Regions from separate parts of the Mus musculus genome. Here region 2 is linked to region 1. The links are chromatin contacts, called in public Hi-C maps. All regions are on one chromosome and are shown on one strand. Each heading gives the region's core, a stretch centred on a gene start, on an enhancer-like site or on the middle of the called end of the contact. The rest is flanking DNA. Distances are from core to core; before and after follow the strand shown.

Evidence for each region. A called contact is a pair of places that touch in the nucleus more often than the background predicts.
Region 2: a Hi-C map of nephron progenitors shows a contact between it and region 1, with 1.8 times the contacts expected there. The contact joins two enhancer-like sites. A contact is called at or near these places in 1 of 39 promoter capture datasets (embryonic stem cells), 8 of 484 Hi-C or Micro-C datasets (CD4 single positive thymocytes, DN3 thymocytes, the G1E-ER4 cell line and 4 more), 3 of 115 datasets of contacts at active chromatin or transcription factors (double positive thymocytes, embryonic hindbrain and embryonic stem cells) and 3 of 9 other capture datasets (adipose tissue, embryonic stem cells and pancreatic islet).

Annotation. Positions count from the first base shown.
Region 1 is chr11:96,411,891-96,418,049 of GRCm38.p6, forward strand. No RefSeq gene overlaps it. Among named protein-coding and RNA genes, the nearest start is that of Hoxb1, 49 kb to the left of the region's middle. Within about 2 kb of position 1,986, at least 81 of the 459 cell types and tissues checked have an H3K27ac peak or open chromatin away from gene starts, as enhancers often do. A contact at or near this core is called in nephron progenitors, where this site is marked.
Region 2 is chr11:96,490,127-96,496,049 of GRCm38.p6, forward strand. All of the region lies in intron 2 of Skap1 (src family associated phosphoprotein 1), which reads left to right. Gm38960 (a long non-coding RNA gene) reads right to left here. Exons shown (of 3, transcript XR_880182.3): 3 at 2,241-3,170. Among named protein-coding and RNA genes, the nearest start is that of Skap1, 28 kb to the left of the region's middle. Within about 2 kb of position 3,110, at least 4 of the 459 cell types and tissues checked have an H3K27ac peak or open chromatin away from gene starts, as enhancers often do. A contact at or near this core is called in nephron progenitors, where this site is marked.

The DNA of each region.
Region 1 (6,159 bases), core at 736-3,235:
GGCAGATCTCTGAGCTTGAGTCCAGTCTGGTCTACAAAGCAAGTTGCAGGATAGCTGGGGCTACACGGAGAAACCCTGTCTCAAAACAAACAAACAAACAAACAAAATAGGCAAACAGGTAAATACTACATTAAACCAATGTTTAGACATTCAGTGTGCATTTTAAATTAATTTAAAGATTTATGCATATGGATGTTTTGCCTGCATATCTGTTTACCACTTGGGTGTAGTCCCCACAGATGCCAGAAGAGGGCGCTGGATCACCTGGAACAGGAGTTGTGAGCCACAGCATGGGTGCCGAGAATGAAACGTTGGTCCTTTGGAAGGACAGTCAGTGTTCTTAACCACTGAGCCATCATCTCTCAAGTCTCCAGAGGAGGAAATTTTGAGACATGTTGCAACATGAATCAAACTCAAGGACAGTCTATTAAATGAAGTGAACTATTTATGAAAAGATGAGTACCAGGTGGATCCACTAATATGGGTAGTAAAATTCCTTGAGACACAAAATACAACACTGGTTTCCAGGCGGCAGCATGAGGTGAGCTATGGGAGGTGTTGTTTAATGGCTACTTAGTTTCAAATAACATTAATGCATCCTTCAAGATGGCGAGGGGATGGGAAAAATGGCTCAGGGGGTCGAGGCACCTGCTGCCACACTGGACGACCAGAGTTAGAGTTCCAGGATCCACACAGCGCTGGAAGAGAGCAAGCTGCCTTCTGATGTCCGCATGTGTGCGGTGGCACACGTGTCCCCTCCATAATAAATAAATACATGTAGTAAGAGTTTAAGTGGTTAAGAGAGTGAGTTTTATGTTACTTAGATTGTACTAAACTAGAGCTCACTTTTTTTATGTGTCTGCGCGTGCACTTGAGTGGGTGCATATACTCCATGTGTGCATAGGAGCACATGGAGGCCAGAAGAAGATATCAGATGATCTCCGGAGACTGGAGCTGCAAGTGATTATGAGTTAGCACATAGGTCCTGGGAACTGAACTCAGGTCCTTTGCAGGAGCAATAAGGGCTTTTTACCACTCCAGCTCCACTAATCCAAAACATAATTGTTTACTCCGCCTCAAGTGGATGAAGTCTCTCCATGCTGTCTTCTCTCCCCCACTGCCCGTTCTGCCCATTCCGGCCACTCTGCCACAGCTCCCGCAGATGTTTTGAAGTCAGGAAGATCCTTGGTAAATTTGCCAGCCAGGCAAAGCTTGTAGTCCAGGGCTTGAACTTTCCTTTTCTGTAGCTGGCCCAGGAGCCAGTCAGAAGATCAAAGTCTCAGTTTCTGCTGTTAACTTGGTGAAAGATACTCTCCCTCCTCTGGGCTATGCTTTCCTCATCTGCAAACGCCAACAGGTTTGTTCTACATGGCTTCTAAGACTTCTTCTTCTGTGCTGACTCTGCAGAATTGTGCACCCGATAGCGTCTTAGTTCCTCTGCCTTCTTTTGGCCCTCTAGCTTTCCCACGCGGTTTAGTAAAACTGACACACACAGGCATTCATTTGCTTTTCCACTTGGACCAAAATGGAAGGTAACAAGTCTTTAATTGAAGAATGTCTTTCATTTTAGTGAGCAGAGAAGCTAGTTAAAGGGGCACAGTGGGTTTTGGGGGAGGGAGAGGCTGTCTGCCCCCAGCTTCTGATGCAAGTCTTGCTCCCTCCCACTCTTCATGGGTGGCTCAGGCGTGAACCCACCACTCAGGCAGTCTCCTCTCTTTTCAGGGACTCTGCACAGTTGGTCAGTAGAAATGCTAGCCACTTGGCTGGCCTTCGAGAAATGAGTTACAGCCTGGATCTGAATGAGGTCATCGGGATTCCTGGTTTGAGCTGGAGTCTGGAATCTGGCCGGAAGGCTCCCGGGGCAGCTGTTTGTGGTTTTGGCATTTTCCCTCTTGAAGAAAGTCTGGGCAGATGATCACCCCTTTGGTGCCACGTGTTTCCTTGTGAGGGAGAGGCAGGACGCAGCTCGGCTTGAGTGGAGTGGGTGGGGACTTGGCAGGGAGAGCTGGGGTGATGTGTTTCAGGAGATGGAAGATGCCAGTCTGTCTCAGATCATTTCCTCCACCCCGCCTTTTGTCTTTGAGAAAGCCCCGTCTCTTCACTAATATTTATTCTTGGGTTGTTAAATTTTTGTTTTGGAGATTATGCAAAACTGCTGTTTTGCGACTGAGGGAATATTTTACTGTGAAGGAGCTTTTTGTGGACTCTGCACAACTGGGATCCTCAACACTGACATCACCCTTGAAGCAGCTGGGGCTTGGGGTTCAGTTGACTGGGGCTGATGCACAGCCGTGGGAGACTCCCAGCTCCCTCCACTCCAGGCAAGGCAGCTCTGGAATCTGGGACAGGACAGGACAGGGTAGGGCAAGGGCCACCTAAGGGAACATAAGGGAATGTCACAGGACAATATAGGCATCTCTGCCTGGGGGACTCAGAGAGCCTTGCCAGCCAGAAAAGCATTGAACCAGGGGCACCAAGAGTTGGGAGTCAGAGACTGCTTGCATTTTCCAGGGGCGTATGTGTCTAATAGGAGAAAACAGGGGTTCCTCTGTGCCAGAGAATAAGCTCAAGGCAAGGAAGAGGAAGAGCCCAGGGGAAGATCCAGGATGCTTCAGATATATAGAAGGAGTAAAGAATTAGAAAAAGATACATAAAACAGGGTTTTGGTAGCAGAAAACAGTAACTCTGGAGTGTCAAAGGTGAGGGGGATATTGAGACCTGGCCCAGCCATCCCAACTTCTGGCTGTAAAAGTCAAGAACTTTAACTTCGTAAAGTCTGCATCAGAAGTGAAATTCAAGTCTTATTTTTATTTCTATATGCGGATGAGTGTTTTGCCTGCATGTGTGTATGCGTATCACATATATGCTTGCTGCCTGCAGATGCAAGTCTTTGGATCTCCTGGAACTAGAGTTATGGTTGATTGTTAGCCACAATGTGAGTGCTGGGAACCAAACCAGGATTTTAGGCAACAGCCACACATGTTCTCCTGTGCCACTATTGAACCGCTTCTCCAAAGACTTAGTTTGTTTGATTTATGTGTCTGTGTGTCTATGTATTCTGTGTGGATATCCACGGAAGCCAGAAGAGGAGGTTGGACTCTCTGGAGGTGGCGTTCAAGGCAGCCGTGAACCACTCAAGGTGGGTGTTGGGAACCAAATTGTACTTCTCTGAAAGAACAACAAGTGCTCTTCCCTATAAGCCAACCCTATAACTCTTCCCGACCTTTGCCTAGGGCTCCGTATTTGACCACCGGGTTCATTTTGTGTAACATCCTCGGACTCGATGATTGCTGACTCTCTGACTTCCTAAGCAGCCCTTACCATGCATTCCTTTATAGACTGGGCTACCGGTCATCCCTTTTGCTCACCGTCCACACTGCCTTGCTTTTCTTTACCTTCCTTTCCCTCTCCCTCCATTCACCCCCCCTTTCCTTCCTCTTCTCTCCCTGCCTCCACCCCCCTTTTTTTCTAGTGTTAAAGGTTGAACTGAGCCCTGGGCATGGTAGGTGATCTTTAACGACTGAGTCACACCTCCAGACCCTTCAGTGCCAAAGCCTCTGTAAAAGCTCAGGAGGTTGTATATATAAGACTCTAGTTTCCATCCAAATAGTGTCCCAAGATAGAAGGTGAAATGTAAGGAAAGATGGAGGAGGCTAGACCCTTTCTCAACTCACCCATTTTCAGCTCCTCATCCTCCAAGTCTTTGTTTGCTTGTTTTGTTTTTATTCTTGGTTTTTCCAAACAGGAAAAACTGTCCTGAAATCCTCTTTGTAGACCATGCTGGTCTCGAACTCGGAGACCCACCTGCTTCTGACTTCTGAATGCTGGGATTAAAGGCGTGTGCGACCACTCCCCAGCTTCATCCTCCAAGATTTAATCTTTCAGTTTTATCTCCATACCTGTTTTTACCCATCATCCTCCACCTTCCACTCCCACACCATTCACAGCTTGGAGTTTTAAGCATTTTCTGGGGTTGGAGGGACTGCTCAGAGGTTAAGAGCATTGGCTGCTCTTCCAGGGAACATGGGTTTGGTTCCCAGCACCCACATGATGGCTCATAGCCATCTGTAACTCCAGTTCCAGGGATCAAGTGCCCTCTTCTGGCCTCTGTGGTATCAGGCATGAACTTGATTTGCGCGCGCGCGCGGGCGCGCACACACACACACACACACACACACACACGCACATAGGCAAACGCCCAGACACATAAAATAATAAATAAATAAATCTTCAAAGACCTTGCTACTGAGCACTCGGCATGTGGCTCAACCCTGCTTATTCCACGTTTGTTACTCTGTTTCCTCTTAGCAACTGCACATGCTCCTGGTGCCTTCAACCTGGAAGAAAAGGTGGAGAGTCCTTGGCTATCGGCACTCAGTGGGGGATATGAAGGAGTCCTTGCCTGTAGGAGCCAGAAACATCTCTATGCTTTGTCCAGTATTTTCTGAGGGAGGCTGAAAACTGCTGGATTGAAATATGAATTTAGGTTAATGTTAGAATTTACGTTCAGGGTGGAATAGGGTCTGGGATTCAGCCGTGTTTGGATTTCGAATTAAGTTCATGTTCAGACCGGGGTCAGAGTTAGGACTGGGAAGCCATCTTTAGACTGGGGTTCGGACTAGGTTTAATGTTGGTACTTTCCTTAGGTTTAGGCTAATGTTCTCCTGAGACGAATGCCCTGCAGAAATACTCCACAATGGCTTCCAGGCCTGAGTGGGAACTGTGGGATCAGGAGGCAGCCAGACCACTGTGCAGCTCAATGAGCACTTACTCTTAAGTACCAAGAGCTTCCTGCTGAGCCTGTGGGGTAAGGATTTTGTTGTTGTCTTGTTTTGCTATTGCTGTTAAAAAACAGCGTCCTATGAATCTGGCCCCAAATTTACTATGTAGCAAGGAAGACCTCATTCTCCTGCCTCCACCTCCTAAGTGTCTGAATGACACACACACCTGGCTGTGGAGTGACTTTACAATGCCCTTCAAGGAAGGGTACAAGTGTAAGAATTTGGATTTGTTCCTTATGTCTTCTATGAGACCTAAACTTTGGTGAAAACCAGATGCCTTAGGAAACCAGTGTATGTTGGGAAATCTCCTAGGAAGTCACTCAGGTGCAAGGAAACACACCTGGAAGAAGGTGTCCCTCAGACAGTGGCAAGATGACTTTGGCCACAGGAGGATGCTGGAGCCAGTTCCAGGACCTCACTCCCCTCACCTTGTCCTTCCTTTCATTGTTCTCTGTGTGACAAATTCTCTCCCTGCCTTAGTTTCCCCATCTGCAAATAATAGAAGAGACCCTTACCTGAAGCCCTCTATTCATTCTCAGTTCAACTCGCTCATCTCAATACCTTGCTAAGTGTTCACGAAGGAAGATGCTGGGTCAACTCAAGTTATTTACATTATTCTTTGTTTCCAGAAGGAAGGCTGGCACAGAGCAGCATCACTGGCAGGCACAGCACCCACCTGCCCACGTCAGAGGACACAGGAGGGATGGTAGTGTCAAAGGCAGACGCAACTGAGAGGGAGCTATGCTTCACCGGCTTGTCATTGTGTCATTAGGGTGTTCCTGTGGGAACTGAGAGCAGAGGCAGGAGGCAGGAGATGTGCAAGGGAGGGAGGGAGGGAGGGAGGAGGAGGGAGGAAAGGAGAGAAATGGAAGAGATGAAGGGGTCCATGCCAGTACCGCATCCATCCCTGTCACCAGGAGAGCTCTATCAAACCAAGGCCAGGCCTATAAATCAGGCCATAATTAGTTGCAAAGAGAAAGCTTTAACATCCTCATCAAATTGATTAATACATCTTGCAGCTCAGGACAGGCTAGCTCTGCCTCGCAAGCTCGCCCAGCTAGGTGGGAATGGAGTTGGGAGAGGGGTCAGTCCTAACTGGGGAGGCACAGAGCCAGCGGAGAGATGTCCCTCTGCTTATCCTCGGGAACAATGCTCTGACAAGAGGTAGGTGGGGTAGGCTCTTAGACCAGGATCTGGAGTCTGCAGAATCAAATGGCTATATTGGCTTTCCCAGAATTTGCCCAAATATGTCCGGCAAGTTATTTTCCTCATCTGTGGATCAGTTTCCCCATCTGTAAAAGGGACACATTCACTGAAAATTAAAAATACTCTTAGGGGTTCTACTACTATTTATGACATTATAATATCTATGGGCATA
Region 2 (5,923 bases), core at 1,860-4,359, 79 kb after region 1:
GGCCAATATTGGTTTTGGATTTTAACCTTTATTGAACACGTTTGTGATTAACAGAGGCAGAACCATAATGGTGAAACTGAGGCATTTATGCTTGTTCAGGTAGCCCGTGGGGAGAAGGGACACTTTCATGGTGTTGGCGCTGACTTTGCTTTCATAGTCCCTTCTTCAATAGAAAAGTTAAAATCAGGCCTGGCTAGTCGACTCCTTGACAGTACCAGTATGTATTAGCCCCAGACTGGGTAGGAACATTGTGCTCAGTTTTTTTAAATAAGGAGCTTAGACCTCATTTGCACATTTTAGAATCTGAGCAGCTAATAGCTGCTGGGAACACACACTTCCTTAAGGGAAGAAGAAATCCACATTTCCTTTACAATCCATTTTCCACCTGACTGTTTATAAAGGTGGCAACTGAGTGGGAGTGTCTGGACACAATCGAGTGATCATCTGTCCTTTGCTTCCCCCGGTGGATGCTGTACTGATTCAGAAGGCTTGATCAAAGCCCTCTTAGAGAGCATCTCCAGGCTTAGGGCTGGATCTAATCTGCATAGACAATCGTTCTTAGCTTCTACTTCCAAAACTGGTAGAAACTTCTTAGACACGGTGAATTCTATCCTTTGGAAGGGCACAGCCAGAGCCTACTCCCTGTAGGAATGTGAGAGACCCTCACGAGGTGCCCTGCTGGATCTTAATCGACCTTTCCTGCTGGCTAATTAAACATCACTTTTGCTCAGCAACTGGGGACTGTGTAATTATCAGCCTGGGCTGCCCTGAATAATTGAAACAAGCAGAATGCTGAAGATGGGTTCTCTCTCTCTCTCTCTCTCTCTCTCTCTCTCTCTCTTTCTCGGGAATATCTAATTTTTGGTAGGCTGTGAAGTGTTGAAATCAAACTCTTGAATAGCACTACCCCATTAATAGATAAGTTTAGACTTAGTTATGCACCTGGAGGCTCAGCTAATGAATGATCCATAGATTTTTCTTTATTTTCACGAGTTAGCTTTTGTATTATCGTAAGGATCGTATAAAAGTGGAATTTTAAAATTCTATTACAGAGAAAGAGGGAAGCCCTGAATATAGTTGTTGTTGTAAAATATGTGATATGGGAAGCAAATACAATTTTGTTGGTCTGTATAGACAAATACACATATATTTTCATATTTATGTCACAGCATCACGAAAGATCTAAGTTCTAACATTAAGTGGGCAGATTACTTCCTTTTAAAAAAACATTTTCTGCATATGTGTATTTTGCCTGCATGTATGTTTGTATACCACATACTTGCCTGGTGCTTATAGCAGTCAGAAAAAGACATTGGGTCCCCTGGAACTGGAGTTATAGACAGACATGAGCTGTTATGTGAATGCTGGGAGCCAAACCAGGGTCTTCTGGAAGGAAGTGTAGAAGCCATCTCTCCTGGCCCCTCACAGATCTCCTCAATCTTCTTTTGAAACACATACACACACACACACACACACACACACACACACACGCATGCACACACACACACACACACACACACACACACGCATGCACACACACACACACACACACACACACACACACACACACACACACACACACACAGTCCCATTCTTCATGGAATAAACAAGGCTTCCAAAGAACATTTGTGTGGTTTGTGGGTTGGACATTTGAAAATAACCGATGGGCACTTTAGGGAGCATCACTGATGAGGGCTTTCTGTTCATCGATTTGTTGCTAGAAAGATGATGCTTTATTCGGGGTTTCATAATTATCCGATGGCTGAGGAAGTGAGGACCCGGAGGTTAGATACCACACAAGAAGATGGAGAAAGGAGGCTTTCTTCTAACCAGATCTGGGGGTCGCCTTCCACCCACCTCTTCAATCACAGTGTTGCTAACAGAATCCTTGTTTTCCCGAATCTTCCTCAGCCATGCCACCTCTATGGTTCCATTTGTGTCTGGCCAGTATTAGGCACCTCTATCTGTTGATACCAAGTGGTTTCAAGACACTGAAAATTTGCCAAAGTGGCAGCATTTACTCACGTGGCATGACCGTTGTATCTACCCCCCAAAAAAGCAATACGTGAAGAAAAATTCAAAAATCACCAAATCCGAGAGTGCGTTATACATGAGGAATTCTGGAGCAATGGAAGAATTATTGGAGGCCATTTCAAATGTTCCACCTTTGGCCATAGTAAAGCAATAATGATTTCTGGATTTGGTAAACTGGGGTGTGCCTGTGCCATATATATGTACACACACACACACACACACACACACACACACACACACACACATTCACTCATATTTCTACTCTGTGGTTTGTTTCATGGCTTACGTTCTCTTGATTCTTTCTTTACATTGCACTGCTGAGGAACAAAAAGGGTGAAGGGAATTAAAAATGGCCCTGCCTGAGCCTTGGTAAACCCTAGGGCCTTGGGTCCTAGGCTTTCATGGCTGCCTCAGACTCAGTGGTATATGCCATGGTTGCGGAATTGTTTGAATTGGCGTGTCTGACTCTGTCACTGCTGGTGGGATGTAGCATTTGCCACCTTCCTGTTGTCCAGGATGACTGATCACAGAACGTGATGGTTGTGTTGACTCTTCAGTGTCCCTGACCTGCTCATCAGTGTGCCACCATCAGTATTATCACTCTAGGTTCTCTGTGTCCCTGCCATACTCATAAATATACAGCATCAATATTATAGCTCTAGGCTCCCTTCTCAGACTTACAAACAATGCTGGAATAAGATTTCTGTATCCACAGCTGCATTATTGTACTTGAAAATGTACCAAGGAGGGATTACATTCTTCACATAGGACAAAAGAAATATGGATGGCAGTTTCTATGATTCCTGGGAAATGAAGTTCTGTTGTGGTGTTTGATGTCCCGAGCTGTGCCTTTTGTGGCTGTTTGTGAAACCTCCTCCTCTCCTCAAGACGGACAGCTTCACATTCCGAGTCCAGGTTCTCACTGAGCCCCAGCAGTATGCTTTGGACAAAAGACGGCCAAGACTCTTCCTTATGGTGGTGGTCACTGCAGGATTAGCTCCAGATGTGAGACCCGGGGATGAAACAGATATGAACCATGTTCAGAAACTTGATGACGTACCTACGCATTTGGAGAAACAGTGGGGGCATTTCTTCTGTGTTTGATCCAGCGGAGACCATCTGCCAGCAATCATACACTGAGAGTGAAGGCAGGGATAAAAAACAGAAGATTTTTATCATTGGGATAGAGATAAATCCTCTCTTGATGGCCCCTTTTTGGGGCTCCTCACTTACACGCTCACTGTTGGAAGTGAAAGCCAGAGCCAATGGACACAAACACGGTGTATTATTTCCTTCTGTGAAACTTAATAATACCAAAGGAGTTCCAACAGGAGACAAGCAGATTTATAAGATGCTTAAATGGAAGAAACAATAAAGGAATAACTTTGTGTAACAGGTTTATGGCCTAAACTCTGCAAAACCCAGGACATTTAAAATACAGACAGCAAACATATCTGTTAGCAGGTTTCATTGTGGGTGGCTGGTCCTTAAGTCTGCATGAAACAGGACACAGTATTCTCAACAATCTTATATAAAGAATTTTGATTTTCTTCAGGAATTTTAGTGTTTTTTTTCTTAACATGAATTTTAGGTTGAAAACCAGATTTAATCTGACAATATCTATGATTCTGACATCTTGGTGTCATAAAAAGAAACACACGTTAGTCTGGTACAACTCTTGAGAGTGAGCACAGGTTTTTTTTTTAAGTAGTATGCTGCAAATGTCATTACCATTAATTGCATAGTTCTAATATGCTTAAGTACTTGTTGCTGAGCTTATAAACTCCCCAAACAAAACACATTTAAATGAAGGGCTTTTGTTTATAATCAAGAAAACTAATGTTTAATGTGTTATTTGGGCAATTATGTATTCACAAGTTTAAAGATTTGCTTTCATCTTTCTTTCCTTTAATCCTGGGGTGTGTGTGTGTTCGTGTGTGTGTGTGTGTGTGTGTATGTGTGTGTGTGTGTGTCTGTGTCTGTGTCTGTGTTTTACCTGTGTGCATATCTATGTATCACTGTGCACAGAGGTCAGAAGACAGCATCAGATCTCCTGGAACTGGAGTTACAGAGGGTTGTGAGCTGTCACGTGGGTGCTGGGAATTGAACCTGGATCCTCTGGAAGAGCAGCCAGTGCTCTTAACCACTGAGTCCTTTCTTTAGCCTGGAATTCTGCTATTTAGCACAGAGTTTGAATGCCAATGAAGAAAAAAATGAGCACCAGATGGTCTGTTTAACTAACTCTAAAAGGCTCAAACTCTCCCTCCCTCCTTCCTTCCCTCCCTCTCCCTCTCAGAAAAACAGAAACAAAAACAAAAGCATAAACAAAAACAATGGGAAAAAACCCCAACCAACGCAAACACACCCACCTCTAGATACAAAAGAGAAGCTCTTCTGTTTTCATTCCCACCCTTTTATTAAGAAGGGAAGGAGGGAAGGAGGGAGGGAGAGGGAGGGAGGGAGGGGGAGGGAGGGGGAAGAAGGGGGAGGGAGGGAGGGAGAAGCAACCTGGGGAGCTGGCTCAGTGGATAAAGGGTTTTGCCCCAAGCTGGCAACCTCAGTTCAGTCCCTGGGAACCCACATAGTGGAAGGAGAGGGCTGATTCTCAAATGTTGTCCCAAGGCCTGTATGTGGCACATGACAAACACTCACACAAAGTAAATATATATGTAAATCACTAATTCTAAAACCAACTGAAAGAAAGTAAGGAAGACTGAAGGAGGCTGGGGTTGTAGCTTAGTGATGGGGTACTGGCCTAGCTCTCATGAGGCCCTGGATTCTGTCACCAACACCGCAGAACACACAAAACAAAAACCTACAGAAATATCGGGCTCTCTCTCAACTGATTGGTTAGCCGTGTGTCAAGTGTGTGTGATAGCTGTACGCCATTCAGTGAGTGTGTACAGAGATTTCACAGCAGTGCAAGATTTCGGGGGACTCTGCTTCTGTGGGCTGAGGGCTTGCTGTTCTCACAGTCTGAAATGCTCCAAGGGAGACGGATCCAGCACCGGCCTCTCACTGGCTTCTTGGCTTAAGCTGGAGGGTTCTCTGATGGCCTGCATTCTTGTATGGAGAGCGTCTGTCCTTTCAGAGCAACCTTGATGAGCATCGATCTCATTTTAATTTTATACTAATGTTTATCTTATTTATTCCTTCATTTGTGGGAGGTATTTGAGGCTGGTTCTGAGATTAAATTACCCCATTTCTTTTCTTTTACATGGGGCTGCTGTGATGGCATCAGTAAGCAGATTTCCCCTTTGGGCATCTCATAAAATAAATATTTTATACGAGTAATTCAGAGATGTAATAATATTTTCATATTTTTCATGCTAAGTAACAAGATTTAAACAGTTTAGATGGAGAAATTTGTTTCTTTTTTATTACCTCATTTATTTGTGTGTGTGCACATGTGTGTGCCTATGTGCATGTGTGTGTGTGTGTGTGCATGGAAGTGTCACGTTGTACCATGAGTGTGCATGTGGAGGTCAGAGGACCGTCTGGAATAGATTCTCTCCTACCATGTGGCTCCCAGAGATCAATCTCAAATAATCAGACTTATTTTGTTTTGTTTTTTAAGACAGGATTTCTCTGTGTGGCCCTGGCTGTCCTGGAGCTCACTTTGTAGACCAAGCTGTCCTCAAACTCAGAGATCTGCCTGCTTCTGCCTTCTAAGTGTTGGGATTTAAGGTGTTTGCCACCACCACCTGGCCAGGCTGGCTTGCTTGCTCTCTATCTTTCTCTTTTTCTTCTTTCCTTCCTTCCTTTTTAAAGAAAATGCTATTTGTCTCTGTCCATCTATGTATTCATCTATCTATCTATCTATCTATCTATCATCTATCTATCCATCTTAAGGTTGGAACCTTTCACAAACTTGCATGCCATTTATGGT